2 separate regions of the Lactuca sativa genome follow, and region 2 is linked to region 1. Evidence: chromatin contacts called from public Hi-C data. All regions are on one chromosome and are shown on one strand. Each heading gives the region's core, a stretch centred on a gene start, on an enhancer-like site or on the middle of the called end of the contact. The rest is flanking DNA. Distances are from core to core; before and after follow the strand shown.

What was found. A called contact is a pair of places that touch in the nucleus more often than the background predicts.
Region 2: a contact with region 1 is called in a Hi-C map of leaf, with 6 times the contacts expected there. The contact joins the promoter of LOC111888653 here to the promoter of LOC111888660 in region 1. A contact is called at or near these places in 2 of 4 Hi-C or Micro-C datasets (both in leaf).

Annotation. Positions count from the first base shown.
Region 1 is chr7:142,030,233-142,037,943 of Lsat_Salinas_v11, reverse strand. It overlaps LOC111888660 (fasciclin-like arabinogalactan protein 19), which reads left to right and starts at 3,096. Exons shown (of 1, transcript XM_023884791.3): 1 at 3,096-4,440. The coding sequence starts at 3,300. The coding sequence ends at 4,319. It overlaps LOC111888654 (probable helicase MAGATAMA 3), which reads right to left. Exons shown (of 19, transcript XM_023884785.3): 12 at 7,633-7,711; 13 at 7,459-7,551; 14 at 7,327-7,380; 15 at 7,090-7,148; 16 at 6,926-7,010; 17 at 6,368-6,859; 18 at 5,666-5,752; 19 at 5,122-5,576. The coding sequence ends at 5,370.
Region 2 is chr7:142,185,731-142,193,441 of Lsat_Salinas_v11, reverse strand. LOC111888653 (bZIP transcription factor 12) reads right to left here and starts at 4,107. Exons shown (of 5, transcript XM_023884784.3): 1 at 3,160-4,107; 2 at 3,005-3,076; 3 at 2,886-2,915; 4 at 2,630-2,691; 5 at 2,197-2,520. The coding sequence starts at 3,756. The coding sequence ends at 2,647.

The DNA.
Region 1 (7,711 bases), core at 1,847-4,346:
ATTCATACACCTACAAGACGCATACTAAGTCTAACAATTTTTTTTTTACATTTATAGAAACAAACAAGCATACTTACGGATCTTCACACTTTTTACACGATACTCTTTTCAGAAAATATCGGATTTTCTGGTGGTTTTCAAAACAATACAAAACATTATATTTCAAACATTACTTATGAACTCACCAACATTTCATATGTTGACGTTTTTCAAAATACTTGTATTCTCAGGTAACAGGTAAATCGAAAGGAAAAATATACTCAGTGATGTCTTGTTGTTTGTTTAACTAGTATCGAACAATCTACTTTTTGGGAATGTAATGTTATGAAACAATGTACTAAATGTAAACACTACCAGTTGTACTATTTCAATGCATGGTGATGAATGATGTTATGTTTCATGTATATTCACTGTGATGGTATTCAATTGAGTCACAACAGCCCTCAGACGTTTCCGTCGTCTGGTTCGGGGGTGTGACAATTCCATATGTTGACGTTTTCAAAATAACTTGTATTCTCAGGTAACAGGTAAGCTGAACAGTAATACCAAGTATGTTAGGGTGTTATGCTTTGAAAACTTTCAAACAATTTATGCTATGGATATGTAATATTTAAACAATGTACTTGATATGAACAATGTCAGTTGTAATGTATTAATGCATGGTGAAGTTTATGTTATGTTTCATGTATATTCATTGTGATGATATTTAATTTGATTCACGCGATCCCTCGGACATTTCCGCCGTCTAGTTTGGGGGTGTGACAACTTCTTAATACTCACCCAAAACCTTAACATGCTCCAAAATTTTGGCATTGGTATCTGTATCGAACTGGATTGTTCCTATTACTTGGGGTTATTTCACAAACTCTCTTTGCAACAATTTCACTTTTTATTCCTATCACTTGGTATCTGTATCGGATTGGATTGTTCTATCAGACTGGATTGTTCCTATTACTTGGTATCTGTATCAGACTGAATTGTTCCTATCGGACTGGATTTTTCCCTTTTGCACTTTATTATTCTTAAAAGGAAGTCATAAATGGAAAAGTGAAACGACCGACATCTCCACTCTATTGATTTATTTTTGCAATAGCTATAAAAATGAACAAACATAGAACATAAAGTGATGTTAAGCCGAAAATTGAGCAACGACAATACCAATTATAGTCGCGGAAGGCGAAAAATGGACAAGAGAACAACGGAGACAGCATGAGAACAACAACGAGTCCAAGAACGATGGTAATTTCGATACCAACTGCAAGGAAGAAATTAGAGCTTCTTGAACAACAAGTTCTAGGACAGTTTCACCGATGAAGAGAGTGTAAGCTAATTATAAGAGGATTAAGTTTTTGTTATCTTTAAAAACAAAAATACAATTAATTGGTAAATAAGTTTGAAAGTACCACTAACCCGTAAATATTTTAGAAAAACAGATTATTCTGTTTATAAACTTGTAGTAATAACATGTCAAAACACAATAAATTAAATTTATTGACAACTTTTTTTTATATTCATTTCTAGAGGGGATAATGACTTGAAAGGGTAAGAAACTTTCGATTTTGTTCACATTTAGTCACTAAACTTTTTTTCATTATATATTTGCCACTGAACTATTGAAACTGTTCATATTTTACCCTTATAACCGGTAAAAACTGGTCATAAGGGTAAAATGTGAACAATTTCAATAATTCAGTGGCAAATATATAATGAGAAAAAGTTTAGTGACTAAATGTGAACAAAGTCTAAAGTTCATTTCCCTCTAAAAAAATTCAATGATGTTTAAATGTGAACAAACTTACTCTTGCATTATGTTTTTGCAAATTATTTATTTTTGTTAAATTCTAGCAACATTTGTTGATGAAGAAATATATAAAATAAAAAAACATAACCCCAAAAAATATATTTAAAAAAACGAAAAGCCAAAACCGAAATAAAAAAAACCAATGGTTTGGTATTTTTCAAAATAAAAAATCAGAAATTTCAATCTAATTTTGGTTTAACAAAAAAAATGAACCATTCTCACCCATAGCTATTAAGAAATTGTGTTTCATGGTCAGAAATTACGTTGTATCCGAAGAAAAGAAAAATAGAAACCTTATTTTTTAAAATAGTTATTTAAATATGAATTGTTTTTTTCTAAAACTTTTTTAAATTATGAGTGACTTTTTTGAAAGAAAAAAGAATAGTGTCATTTTAATTATTGAATATTTAGCTATTTCTTTCTCAAAAATAATATTTTGTAAAGGTAATATGGTTGGGGTGGTTTGGGCGCAACACTTCATAAAACATGTTAACGGTTTTACTTAATTCCATATGTCTAATTAAATAATCATAAATTTCAATAACTATTCAAACATTTTAAGAAAATGCAATCTCAAATATAAATCAATTGTCCAGATAAATTAAAAATGTCTAAATTCTAAACAACTTGACTTTCATTTTTTATATCCTTTTTAATAGTAATATATTAATATGATGTATGTCAATACATGAAGTATAACAATATATATAATGTATCAATATACGTATGTATTTTTTATAAACAATGTATATGGCTTAGTGTAGATCAATTTATATGTTGCATAATTTTATAACACAAAATTCATATATATAATATTAAGATAATTTTTATACATATAATATTAAATAGTTTTATATCATAAAACTTATAACATAAAATGTTGGTTTCGTTTTTTGATTTTTATACCTTTTGCGGGGTTTTGTTTTTTTTTTTTTTTTCATAGATTTATTCATCAACAAATGTTGTTAAAATTTAACAACAATACATAATTTGTTAAACCATAATATAAGAGGAAAGTTTGTTTACATTTGGTTATTGAACTTTTTTTAGAGGAAAACGAACTTTCAATTTTGTTCACATTTAATCATTAAACTTTTTTTCATTATTTATTTGTCACTGAATTATTGAAACTTTTCACATTTGACCCTTATGACCGGTTGTTACCGGTCATAAGGGTAAAATGTAAACAGTTTCAATAGTTCAGTGACAAAAGAAAAATGAAAAACAATTTAATGACTAAATATAAACAAAATCAAAAGTTTATTACCATTTTAAGTCATTATCCCTTTACTGTATATGATTTTATTACGCAGTTTGTTCGGATATTCTGTACATAAGGTTTTAGAAAGCGGGTCAAACCAATGGCAGGTATTGTAAATAACATGTCATTCACACCGACTTTGGGACTTCCGTAAGTTCAGTTGCAACAGAAAAAGGAAGATCCCGCCAAAATCAATCATCTCGCGAACAACAGTGTTCTCTTTCTCCTCCGGCAACAATGGCATCATCTACTTCCGGCATCTCAACCTTCGTGATCATCCCTCTCCTTATCATACCAATAGCCATCATCAACATCGCCATCGTTAGCGCCGTCCGTGAAGGCGAACTTAACGTCGTGTTTGGAGTATTGAGAGGCAGAGGCTACCATCTCTTCGCCAACGCCATCGCCACTTCCGACATCCACTACGATATCAAATCCAACGGCAACTTCACCTTATTTGCACCGATCAATTCGGCTCTGTTTGCTATTGACATGACCATGGCGGCGTCAAATTACGTTGAGGCTCTCCGATACCACGTCGTCCCCCGCCGTATGTCGATCTCCGATCTGTTAAGCCTTCCGCCTGGTGAGAATTACATTCCTACGCTCATGCCTGGTCAGAATATTCTCGTCGAGCAGCGCCGGGATCCGAGATCGTTGATTACAGTCGGAGGTGTTGATATCGTTGTTCCTGGTATGTTCTATGGTAGAGACATTGCTGTACATGGATTAGATGGCATTCTCGAGTTCAGACCTCATACAAGAAGTTCACTTCCGAATGTAACAGCCGCATCGTTGTCGGATCTCTCCGGTAACATGAGTTTGCAATCGCCGGACGCTGATTTGCCACCTCCTAGCTCCTCTACACAGGACCTTCCTCCTCCTCTTGATTATAATCCAATCGGAAATCTCACGTTTCAGTTTCCGGAGGACGTGCAGTCTCCTCCTTCCGATTCTTCTTCCGATTTATCCCCAACGACCGACGGAATTGCTAGCCCTAATCAGTCGCCGAGTGATTCCACGTATCTTGAGGAACACGTGTCAAGAGCAAAGCTATTAGAGTTGACTTCTGCTGTCGCCGACGACGACCTTTCATCGGCCACCGAACAGACCAGTAACCGTCTACAGAAATTTACTCCGGCGGATGATGAGACCGTCGACTGTTGGCTGGCTGATAACGGTGTTGATCCGAAGAATGCTGCAATCCATGCGCGAAAGCTCTATATCGCATCTGACATGATTTGTGCACAGAAATAAGGCTAAAACATCTGGTAATTTTTACTGCTATTAGTGTATGTTTCATATTTTCTTTGAATTAGGATATGTTTCTTCTGAATCCTACTGAAAATCATTCTTCAATAAAAATATATTTTTGTTCTGTTGAAATTGCTATATTTCCAGTAGACCTCGTGTTTGATTTTTCTGTGATTAATTGATGGAAACTGCACTAACAAACGACATGAAATTACTAAAAGCATTTTAAATAAGAATTATTTTGGTACAAGACTAGGGACTTGTTCTATTTTTTTCGATAAGTATTTATCTAAATGAAACATATTTGTTTGGAAGAATGTCTTATATGAGCATATGTTTTCTGTTTTAGTTGGAGTTAAATAAAAAGTGATTGTATGTTTGACAAATCTCTGATATATAAATTTTTAGATGATGAAAAATAACAAATTTATCAACAAAACTCAAGTACAATAAGAATAGGGTAACAAAGAGGTAGAAGTGTAGATAGTCACACATCCACAAGGTAAAAGACAATGTTTTCATAAATGAGCTCCAACATAAAAGCATCCCCAATAGGTGACTTTTAAGAGTTTTTTTTTTTTTTAATAGTTATTTCATGACAAAAAGTACTTAATAGATGAGTTATTTTTTAAATAGCTTGCTAATTAACAAGATATTATCATGAGATTTTTCAAACATTTGTCCTCACCGTGCATGTTTTGGCAAACCATAAATGACCAATCGTATAATTTCAACTAACGCAAACTATAACACTTTAGTTCTAAAGGGTCGATTTCTATTTTTTAAGTGCTAGTGTTATTCGTGGTTAAAAACAAAAACGAAGCAAATTTCTGGAAGCATTTCTGTAACTTGGAATTTACAGTGGGCCTATTTTCTCTATTAATATAATTTCAGTCTCGCTTTTTCCTTTTCCAGATTCAATACCAAGACTCGTAAATATCTTATCTAACACTATTTATGTAACTTGGGATCAAATAGCATAATGGGGTGATATGATAATCAATTCATGCACCCAAAAAAAAATCACAATTAAATAAAATATCATTTTAGTTGTTAGTCATCCATGCCACCACCATCATCATCCCCTCCACCAGCATCATCCGCATAATCATCATCTGGTAAACCTTGATCAGGTTCAATTGGATCATAAAGAGCATCATTTTCCATGTCATCTAACCCTGTTCCCTCTGCTACAGCCTCCACTTTTAACATGGATTCCAAGCTAGCTTCAGTCAAGAACTCTGTGTATGGCTTAGAAACCTGAACACAAAACAATTTAATGAGAAAATCTTCATTTCTTGGAAATTTGGAAAAAAATAATAGCAATAAGAAAAAAGTCAAAAACCAACCTTAAAGAGACAATTTCTCTCCTCTGCACTTGTAATCAGATTTTTCCAGTGCTCGTCTTGTTTTAGTGCTTCAGCCGACCCAACCACCTAACAAAACCAAAACATCAGTCAGTTAAAAAAAAATAGAGCTACAATTAACAAAGTTGGACTCTAGAAACCCTAGCCTCTTTTCTTTTTTTACAGGTTGTACTGTGTTTGAGATGCATCGGAATAGGACTGACACAGATACCAACAGGTGACAAAAATTGTAACTTTTTGTCCCACTCAAAAAGCGAAACAAGGTGGGACATGGACTCGCATTCGGTCTCACGTGTGTGCAAAAGACGTAAATGCCTTTCCCATCCTCTGTCATCAAAAAAAGACCTAGAAAAAAAAAACTTTTTTAGTCCTATCCAATGTAACAAATGCAGCCGTAAGGCTGCATTTGTGACACAACACCGGATGAAACTAGGAAAATTTTCTAGGTCTATTTTTGATGACAAGGATGAGAAGGACATTTATGTCTTTTACACACACGTGAGACCGAGTGCGAGTCCATGTCCCACCTTGTTTCGCTTTTTGAGTGGGACAAAAAGTTACAATTTTTGTCACCTGTTGGTATCTGTGTCAGTCCTATTCCGATGCATGTCAAACACAGTACAACCTGTTTTGTCCTGTGTAACAAACAGAAACGGGCCCCAAGGCCAAGTAGCAAAAGCATACCAGGACAGAAGCCCTTGCTCTGGTAATACCAACATTCATTCTTCTAAAATCAGCGACGAATCCAATCCCTCTCTCTTTATTGGCCCTAACACAAGAAAATATGGCAACATCTTTTTCTCTTCCTTGGAAGCCATCAACCGTATTAATATCAACAAATTTCTCCGAGTCCACACCAAATGTTTCCTTATATTTATTACGAAACAGCTTGACTTGATGTCTGTAAGGTGATATAATAGCAAGCCGATCACTTGACTTCAGCTCTGGATAACTAATGATCAATTTATGGTACATTAACAACACAAAATCCACCTCATCAACATTCTCCCATGATCCACTCCCTGAAGGCTGTGTTTCTTTTCCTTCATGGATATCAAAAAAACAAAACGGCCCAAAGCATCGGTATTTATGCCATGCACGCTTTGTCCTGTCTTTAACATCTACCCCATCTTCCAATTCTCCATCATAGAATTCACTTGAAGGGAAGCTTCTTATCTGTGTGACATAAAATTAACTTCAGTGATATTTAATAAAAATTTGTAAGAATTGTTAGAATTAGACCTCGGGATGCATTCTGTATTGTGTCTTGAGCATTTGTACTGGATACCCAGCCTTTTGAAACCTTTTAAATAAGCTCATGCTATAACTGTTGTACAAAATAAGCTTCATTAATTTAATCACAATTAAATATTCTTTTTTTTTTAATGATTTGATTTTTGAATTACCCGAACTTCTCTGCAACAGGAGAAATAACAGTGGCAGGCAACTGAACAGGATCACCAACCTAGCAAAAGAGAAGAGTATCTGAATAGGGTTAATTGCAAAAAATAGCAAATGTACTTTTATTTACTTGTTTATTATTATATTAGCCTACTTTCATTTATTCCTATTATAACATTGATTTAAAAAGAAAGAAGTTGAAAGTACAATGCCAAGAAATCTTGTTTGCACAATGTACATACCAAGAATACTTGTTTGCATCCACTGGCTAAAGGGACTAGTGTAGCTGGTTCCACCTGTTGAAAAAAATAATAATTAGTAGTAGTAGTAATATTAATTATCAAAAAAAGCAAACAATAGAGCAATAATCTTACTGCTTGAGCAGCTTCATCAATAACAACAATGTCAAAAGCGCGACTAAGTTTTGTGAAAAGACTCGAACCACTGAAACTAAGAGTGGAAAAAACCTGAAAAACCAAAACCAATAAAAATATTATTAATAAATAATAATATGCTGATTTGGGATAAAAAAAAATAAAAATACATACGATTGCTGACTCATCCATGATGGAAGCACGCATTGTGTCTCTGTCCCTTCCAGCACCACCTTGCTTCTGTTTATCAGCA
Region 2 (7,711 bases), core at 2,858-5,357, 150 kb before region 1:
AGCCTTAGACTAAATAGTGGTCTAGTGACGCATGCGTGACCTAACATTTTACAATTGTTGCCTATTTTTGCCTATGACCATGGTATGGTGATGTATTTGTTTATGATTTTTTTTTTTTTTCAATTTTAAAAATAAGAATTTTTTAAATAAAAACTACAATAATATTAATTAAAATAAAATATAAATTTCATTTAAAATCCTAGTAAGTTAAAACAACACAGGAATTTAAAACACTATATTCTTGAAAATTTAGAAAAAACATAAAATTAAAAATACTTAGAAAAATATAACATCGAAATTTCATTTGCGTTGAAGATTCTACTTTCCCGAATGGACGCTTTGACCACCTTCGTCGTTTTTTGATCTTCGGGGTTGAGGTGCCCAACGTCTGACATTAGCAACGAATATTTCATGATTTGGACAGTTTCTGTCATATGTTTCACCAAGGTTGTATTCAGTTGTACTATTTGTGCCATCATTTCCTCTAATTTTGTTGACCGCCCGGTTCCAACCGATGAATTTGAAGACATCGCTTTTGATTTTCCTTTTCCTCTTGCTTTTGCTTTGTCCCTTCTCATGGAACGACGAGGAGCTTCAATTTCTTCAATGTCATGATTATCATCATTAAGATCAACACCAATGTGACCGTACGATGACACTTGTTGTGAATTCGAATATGAAGACATTTTGCTTCTTTCTGAAGGCCTCAAAATGTCTTCATATTTTCCAAGTTCTCTCAACTGAACACTTATTTTTAGCATCCCAAACATGCATGAATTTAAAAGGTTTTCGAATTTGTTTTTAGAATGTCGCATGTGTTTTTTCGCAACAAACTTGCCTCACTTTCCCCGCTAGCCCATTAATTTTCAAAGTTTGCATAGACTCTGTTCCAATGAGTAACAAGTTTGTTTATATTAGACCATTTTGAGTTGCATTGGTCACTCGTCTGATTCGGATTTTGGCCCATACCCCTACAAAATCGCTCCATAACACGCAACCAAAATTGATCGTATTTGGCGGCGTTATCTTCCGATATGTCGACCCATGCCTTCACTAATTCCGTTTCTTCTTTTTGACTCCATCTTCTTCCTTTCCTTTTTTTGGTTGAACTTCTTGTTTAGGTTTAGAATCGTAAACATTTTCTGCTGAGGGTGTTAAAGACAGTTGAGATTGGAATTGGATTTTAGTTTGTGTTTCAGTTGAGGGTGTTGGTCATGGTGTTGATATTGGAATTGTTGTGGCATTTGAAACAAAAAATAGAAGCTAGGAACACCACCTACAAACATTTGGTTTTGTTGTGGCATTTGTGTCCCGTAACGTAGTGGTGGTGCTCGATCGTAACCGAAGAATGCAATTGGGTTGGAAGAGTTGGAAACAATTTCGTTGTTTGACATTTCAAAGAGTAAAATGGTTGTGTTTGGTGTGGATTAAAGAGGTGATATGTGTACATTTATAGTGTTTTTTGGGTAACAAAAAAAATCATACTTCTTCCCAACGGTCAAAATGCAACGTTCCCCAAGATGCAACGGTCACATTTTTGGGCGGTAGAAACTCGCCGATGGCAATATGCCGCCGACAAAAATGGTGTTAGCGGTCGTTGTTCACCGGCGATAAAAAGAGCCACGTGGGACGTCGGGAAAGCCACTACCACAACACCGTTTAGCCTTGGTGGGTTACGGGTTACTTTTTCTAACAAAAATCTCATGAACCTTTGCTCCTATACATTTTCAAGAAATATTCATTTTACCTTGGACATTTTTTTCAACCACAAAATATTATTAACCTTGTGGAAACTTCATGATTTTGATTTTTTTATGCGAATTTCCAGCTAATATTTGCAAAGTTTTCAATTAACAAAGGAACTTCGTGAATTCGTAGACCTTTTTCATAGAGTAAATGGTTATAAACTCTGAAAATACACTTCTCATGCTATATTAAGCCACCTTAATAACTCTTAAAAAAGGCTATTTGAATGCTTTGGGTGGCCTTGTCTATTGGGCCTACCCAATTCCAGGGATGGTTATGTTGAGGACTTAATGTCTTGATGCCCTTCAGCTCATATTTCATAATGTTGTTTTGTTATTCCATAATCAAATATTTTACTTAACCATTAAACATGAGTATTTCAAGAAAAAAAATTACAGTTCATTTGGTTGAAAACTTAAAAGACGATTTACTCACTTGTACAAAAAGATATGAAATAAAAAACAAGATTTGTAAGTTTAGTGGATATGAAAAACATTAAGTATTAGTAGTGAAAATACATATGAATTAGTCGAGGGAGGAGGGTATATCAGCTTTTTGGCCCCTAACAAGTATGCACAAAAGATAACTTGGGTCTTTTTCCACCACTCTTTACAAATGGGTGAACCAAGAGAACAAGAACAAACCCTATGTTTTTCATTTTAATTGTAAACTTTAAAAATTAACAAATAAACCCTAATTTCACATCGAATTAGTTCTTCGAAGTACTCTTGGTGGCCTTCTCTTCTCCAAAACCGGCACCAGATTCTGCATTAGCTGTTCGTTCCACAACAAATCAATACAAAATAAAAAGGGCATTTATGTCTTTTTACACAGTCTCAAGGATTCATCATCAAAATTTGATATTTGGGTCAAATTTACTAACTTTTTTGAGATTGCATTTCATAATATGGTATTGAGGGTCTTCTCATTTGGGTGACAGTTGAGCTACCAACAAGAGCATTCAAAAGGGGGTTTTGAATAAATACATGAGAATGATAAAGATAATTAGCTAACTATCAAAATCATCACTGTTTTTTTTCTGAAAAGAAAGAATCTTGAATTGATTTAAAAGGAATCACGATGATGAGTGTGAAAGTAAGTTTTGGTAGGTTTACAGGTTTATAAGGTGTGAAACTAACCTGTTTAAGCCTCTCCTTGTTCAGTTCATCCTGCAAGTAGATTTATCATTCAGAATCTATGAGGAAGATGGTCGATGGATAATCAGAAAGTGTGTATCGAATTTCACATAAAATTATACCACTTCTTTTAACAATTTTGCATGTTCTTCTTCCAATTGAGTTACCAGAGCTTCTAATTCGACTGTGTAAGCCTGGAATTTGTGGATAGATTTCAAAACAAAACACTAATACTAGAAAGGAAAAATTAATTTAGTAGATTAACGAAAAAACTAACCTGCTTTCGCTCCCTGGACCTTGCAGCCGATTCTCTGTTCTTGATCATCCTTCTCTGTTTCTGCTGCGTTGCCTTGTCAACCGGCGGATCTTCCACCACAACCTTCCTCTTACCTCTCCCACCGCCGCTTGTTCCCGCACTTGTACCAATCGCACTCCCAAATTGCATGTGTTGCTGAGGCATGACTTGAAAAGAAGCCCCAGCTCCGGCACCGGCACCGGCACCGCCACATATAATCGGATCAACAACTCCAGGATATTCCGAAATGACCGCCGAGGCAGATACCGGCGGCAATTTCACTACATCCTCCTCCCTAACAGCTCCGGCCTTCGTCAGAAAATCCTCTAGAGTCATCTCTGGATCACCGACACTTCCATCCACGATCTCCTTTAACCTTTCATCCATCGTCTTTCCACCACCAGCACCGGCGGGAAAACTACCCGGCGCCTGACGCGAATCCTCGTAAATGTTCTTAAGGAGATCGTCCATATTCATTGAAATTAAATTGCTGTTGTGATCGGTGAGACCGAATGCTTGATGACGTTGTAGATCCTGATTCGCCGGCGATGATGATGCCATCACCTTCGACGACGCCATACAAATAATTCAACCAATTCAATCGAAAAAAACTAAATCAAATCTTCAGGGGTTTATAGTAGGAATAGAGGAATCAGTTGGAAGAGAAGAGTGGAGAGGGTGAAAAGGAGTACGACCGAGAGACTCGCCGGCAGTTCGGAAGTTATACAAATACAGAAACCATTTTTAGAGAGAGAAGGAAACGGAGAGAGAGAAAAATCGACTGTATGGACGGTTATGTCCTCGTTCGGCGGGAGTTAAAGACGCAAATAGTGAGGGTACTTTTGTCATTATCGAACATGTAAGAAAGCCGGCAGGGGATGGTCACGGGTAGATGCGTGTCCAAATTTTCTTTCTATGATTCTATAAAAAGAAAAAAAGAAAAATAGTTTGCTGGATTATTTTTTCTTTTAATTTAATTTACGTTTTTTTCGAAAAGCAATTTCCTTTTTTTCGAAAAGCAATTTCATTAAAACCAGACAAAGACAAATCAGTTTCCAACAATTAATTTCAAGAAATAGCCAAACATTAGTAAAATTATCCAAATGATCAAAGGATTTTTATCTGCTCATCACATGTGAAAATGTTGGTTGGTAATTTTTTATCAGATTTTTATAGATGGGAAATCTGGGTTTTAGCAAATGTATAGGTATGAAAATCTAAGCCATATGTGAAAATTTCATAGTTTGATTTTTCTAAAGTAAATGTATATTGTCATGTCAAGTAGACTACGAAAAGATAAACCTCATTCTGTCGGCCCACTGCTCATAGTATTCAGGAATGAGTATTGGAATCTTCGTAGATGATCCAAGCAAGTGTGAGAAACTCGACATTGTGTTCATGTTAAAGTTCGTCATTATTGTACGGACAAATGAGATTTTTTAATTAAATAGAGATCTGAAAGGAGAATCAAATAGAAATTGACCAATAATCACTCGATTTAACCAACAGAATGCAAAATCAAAACAAAACAATCAATTAAAACAAGTTTTCTGATTGGTAAACTTTGAATCAGAAAGAGCGATTCAAAAAATATGAAAAACACAAGAAAACAAAACTGATTGAATGAAACGTGCTCTGATACCAGTTAATATGAGTTAGAATCGAGTAATGAATATGTAATCAGTCAAAAAATACAGATAGAATACATCGAGTAAATAAAATCTGATTGACTCATATTTTGTCTGTAAAAGGTACAAGAGTTTGAGAGTGTTTTACAAACTTGAGAGCACAAAAGTTACTCTCGATCCTCATACTTACCCGATTTATAGGGTGTTACTGTGACAACCGGATATTTTTCAAACCAATGTAACATTCAAAAAGTCAAATATAATGAACTATTTAGAATCAATGAAATCAGCGTAAAAAATGAAGTCTTCTAAAATCTAAATTGGGATGCATAAAGTGTTAGATATCGTGCCAAGGTTTCCAAAAATATAAAGAACACTCAAATCCGAGTTATAATAAAGAAGTTATGACCAATCGAAAATCCACGACACACCTAGTAAAACACTAATAAGCGTAAAAAGTGAAACTTCAATAAAATAATTTTTATCCTTAGGCACCTAAATGAAAGTCGTAGATTACGTTAAACCGTGAGCATGCATAAAAAGAAACGCCCAAATCTGACTTTGTATGAATAAGTTACGATTTTTCTAAGTTTCGGAACAGTGGTAGACAGCTAAAAACTCGGAATAAAGATCGAGCGATTTGTTAACCGATGCAACCTAAACAAGAATTAAAGGTCTCTACAATAGTAGTACAATGGTAAAAAGACAGACGAAAACGGACATCGGGTAAAGAAGTTATGGATTTTTAACGAAATTATCCTGTCCCGGCCTATTTAAAATAAAATATTAAAAGTCAAAATTAGCCGACGAAGTCTAAATGAAAGTTGTAGAGTATGTTCTCACCTACGCGCGGATATAAAGAACGTCAAAAACGAAGCTCATATGCGAAGTTATGCATTTTTGAAGTTTTTGGCACGCATTACAAAGCTTATCCGAAGGAGTACGCCCAACGTACTTCGGAGTACGACCAGCGTACGAGATGCATGGACTCGGATCGGCCACATCGCCCCTACCACTCTACGGCCATCCCATCCGAAGACCAGGGACTGTGACGCCATCGCTGACGTATGCCCCGAGTACGTAGGTACGCCCAACGTACGAGGTATGCCCCACGTACTTCAGTGTACGCCCAGCGTACGAGGGCAGTTTTCCCCACCTATAAATACCATTCGAGACCTCCGACTTTCCTTAACCATTTCTCTCTTCTCTCTCACTTTTACTTCCCATTTAGCATCCCGAGACGACCCCGACACCCCGGTTTCATACGTCAGCCCCGACGAAGGTCCGAAGCCCCGAGATTCCCGAGAATCTCGCCACTTTCCGGTTGAAGTGTCGCCCGAGAAAAATCTTGTTTTCTTCGAATCGTCACACTTTCCAAGTGAATTCATATCCTTACTTTCTTTTCACGTCTTTTCATGTTTTAGGGGGGAAATACAAGTGCAATACGAGAAAAACTTATCGTTTTATACAGATCCAAATACACCACCTACATTTTTATAAATGTTAAATAACTTCGATAACAACATTATAACTTACTTATAAAGTTAGTATTACATCGAGTTTTTATCACCAAATGGTACACACTTTCAGAAAAACTATAATGGGTATAGTTTACAAGTTATTCATTACATCTTTACATAAACATTGTGAAAATGAAATACTTTCATCTACATGAAACATAGACTTTTCTTTTCATAAATCTATTAATACTAAGTGTTGTGAGACATTTAGCTTCAACGTACTCTCAAGTATGCATTTCAAGCCCTGTATTATAAATCATAATCTCTTGGTGGGAGAGCGTGGTACTTATGTATAGATCTATACGGGACTGACAATCCCACACCTGAATTGTTAGCTACAGTAAGACCGGCAGGTCTGGGGTGACAAACGTCATAACACTACAACGCCTGAAGAACGTTGTTACAAGCAGTCTGGGTCAATAGCATGGTTATAAAACTCACACGAAAGTATTAAAATAAGTTTGATTTATGAGACTCTTGAATGCATTCAGTAAATACATTATTTGAGTATAAATACACTTTCACCATTTGAGCACGAAAGATATTATTGCACTCCAGCCTTTGGAACTTTTTCAAACTATGGGCAAAAAATATTGGATTTTCTGGAAAACACGTTCAGTTATTTTTACTAAAGGACATACAAATTTCAGTACAAAAACGCTTATGAACTCGCCAACTTAATTGTTGACACTTTTTCAAAACTACTTGTATTTCTCAGGGAATCAGTAATACAGGTAACCATCAGCTTTTGGAGAATGAACGCTAAGGCATCTATTATCAAAACATTTTAAATCATCATATTTGTAATATTCTTTTGAAACATGTATTACACGCAACAATGTAAATTTTTGTTATATATATGATGGTTGTGTCTACTTTCTTTACAATATTCAACTGTTATGATACTACGTGAAGTCACCCACCCTCGAATGTTTCCGCCATTCTGGTTTGGGGGTGTGACAGATTGGTATCATAGCATTATTTATAGTGAACTAAGTATATCGAACCACATAAGATATACAAACTATAAATGCAAAGGGACCAAAAACCCTCTGACAAAACATTTTCATAAACGATACTTTTAATAAATGAAAGTGATATACATTTTTATTAATATAGCCTGATCAACTATATTTATAGCCTGATCAACTATATTTATCCTGGATGTGACCAACATATGTCGAGGAATGGTCGTAGTGAGTAACAAGTCGAAAACTTACCAAAGAAATTACTAGAATCAAACTTACAAATTTGAAATACTATAGGAGTATTTTATAGAACCATAAGAGCTATAGAAATCGTGTAAACCTCAATATTTAGTTAAAATTAGGAAATCGTCAAATAAATATTTCCTTATCAAAAATTACCTTTTTACTCCCAAGTTTT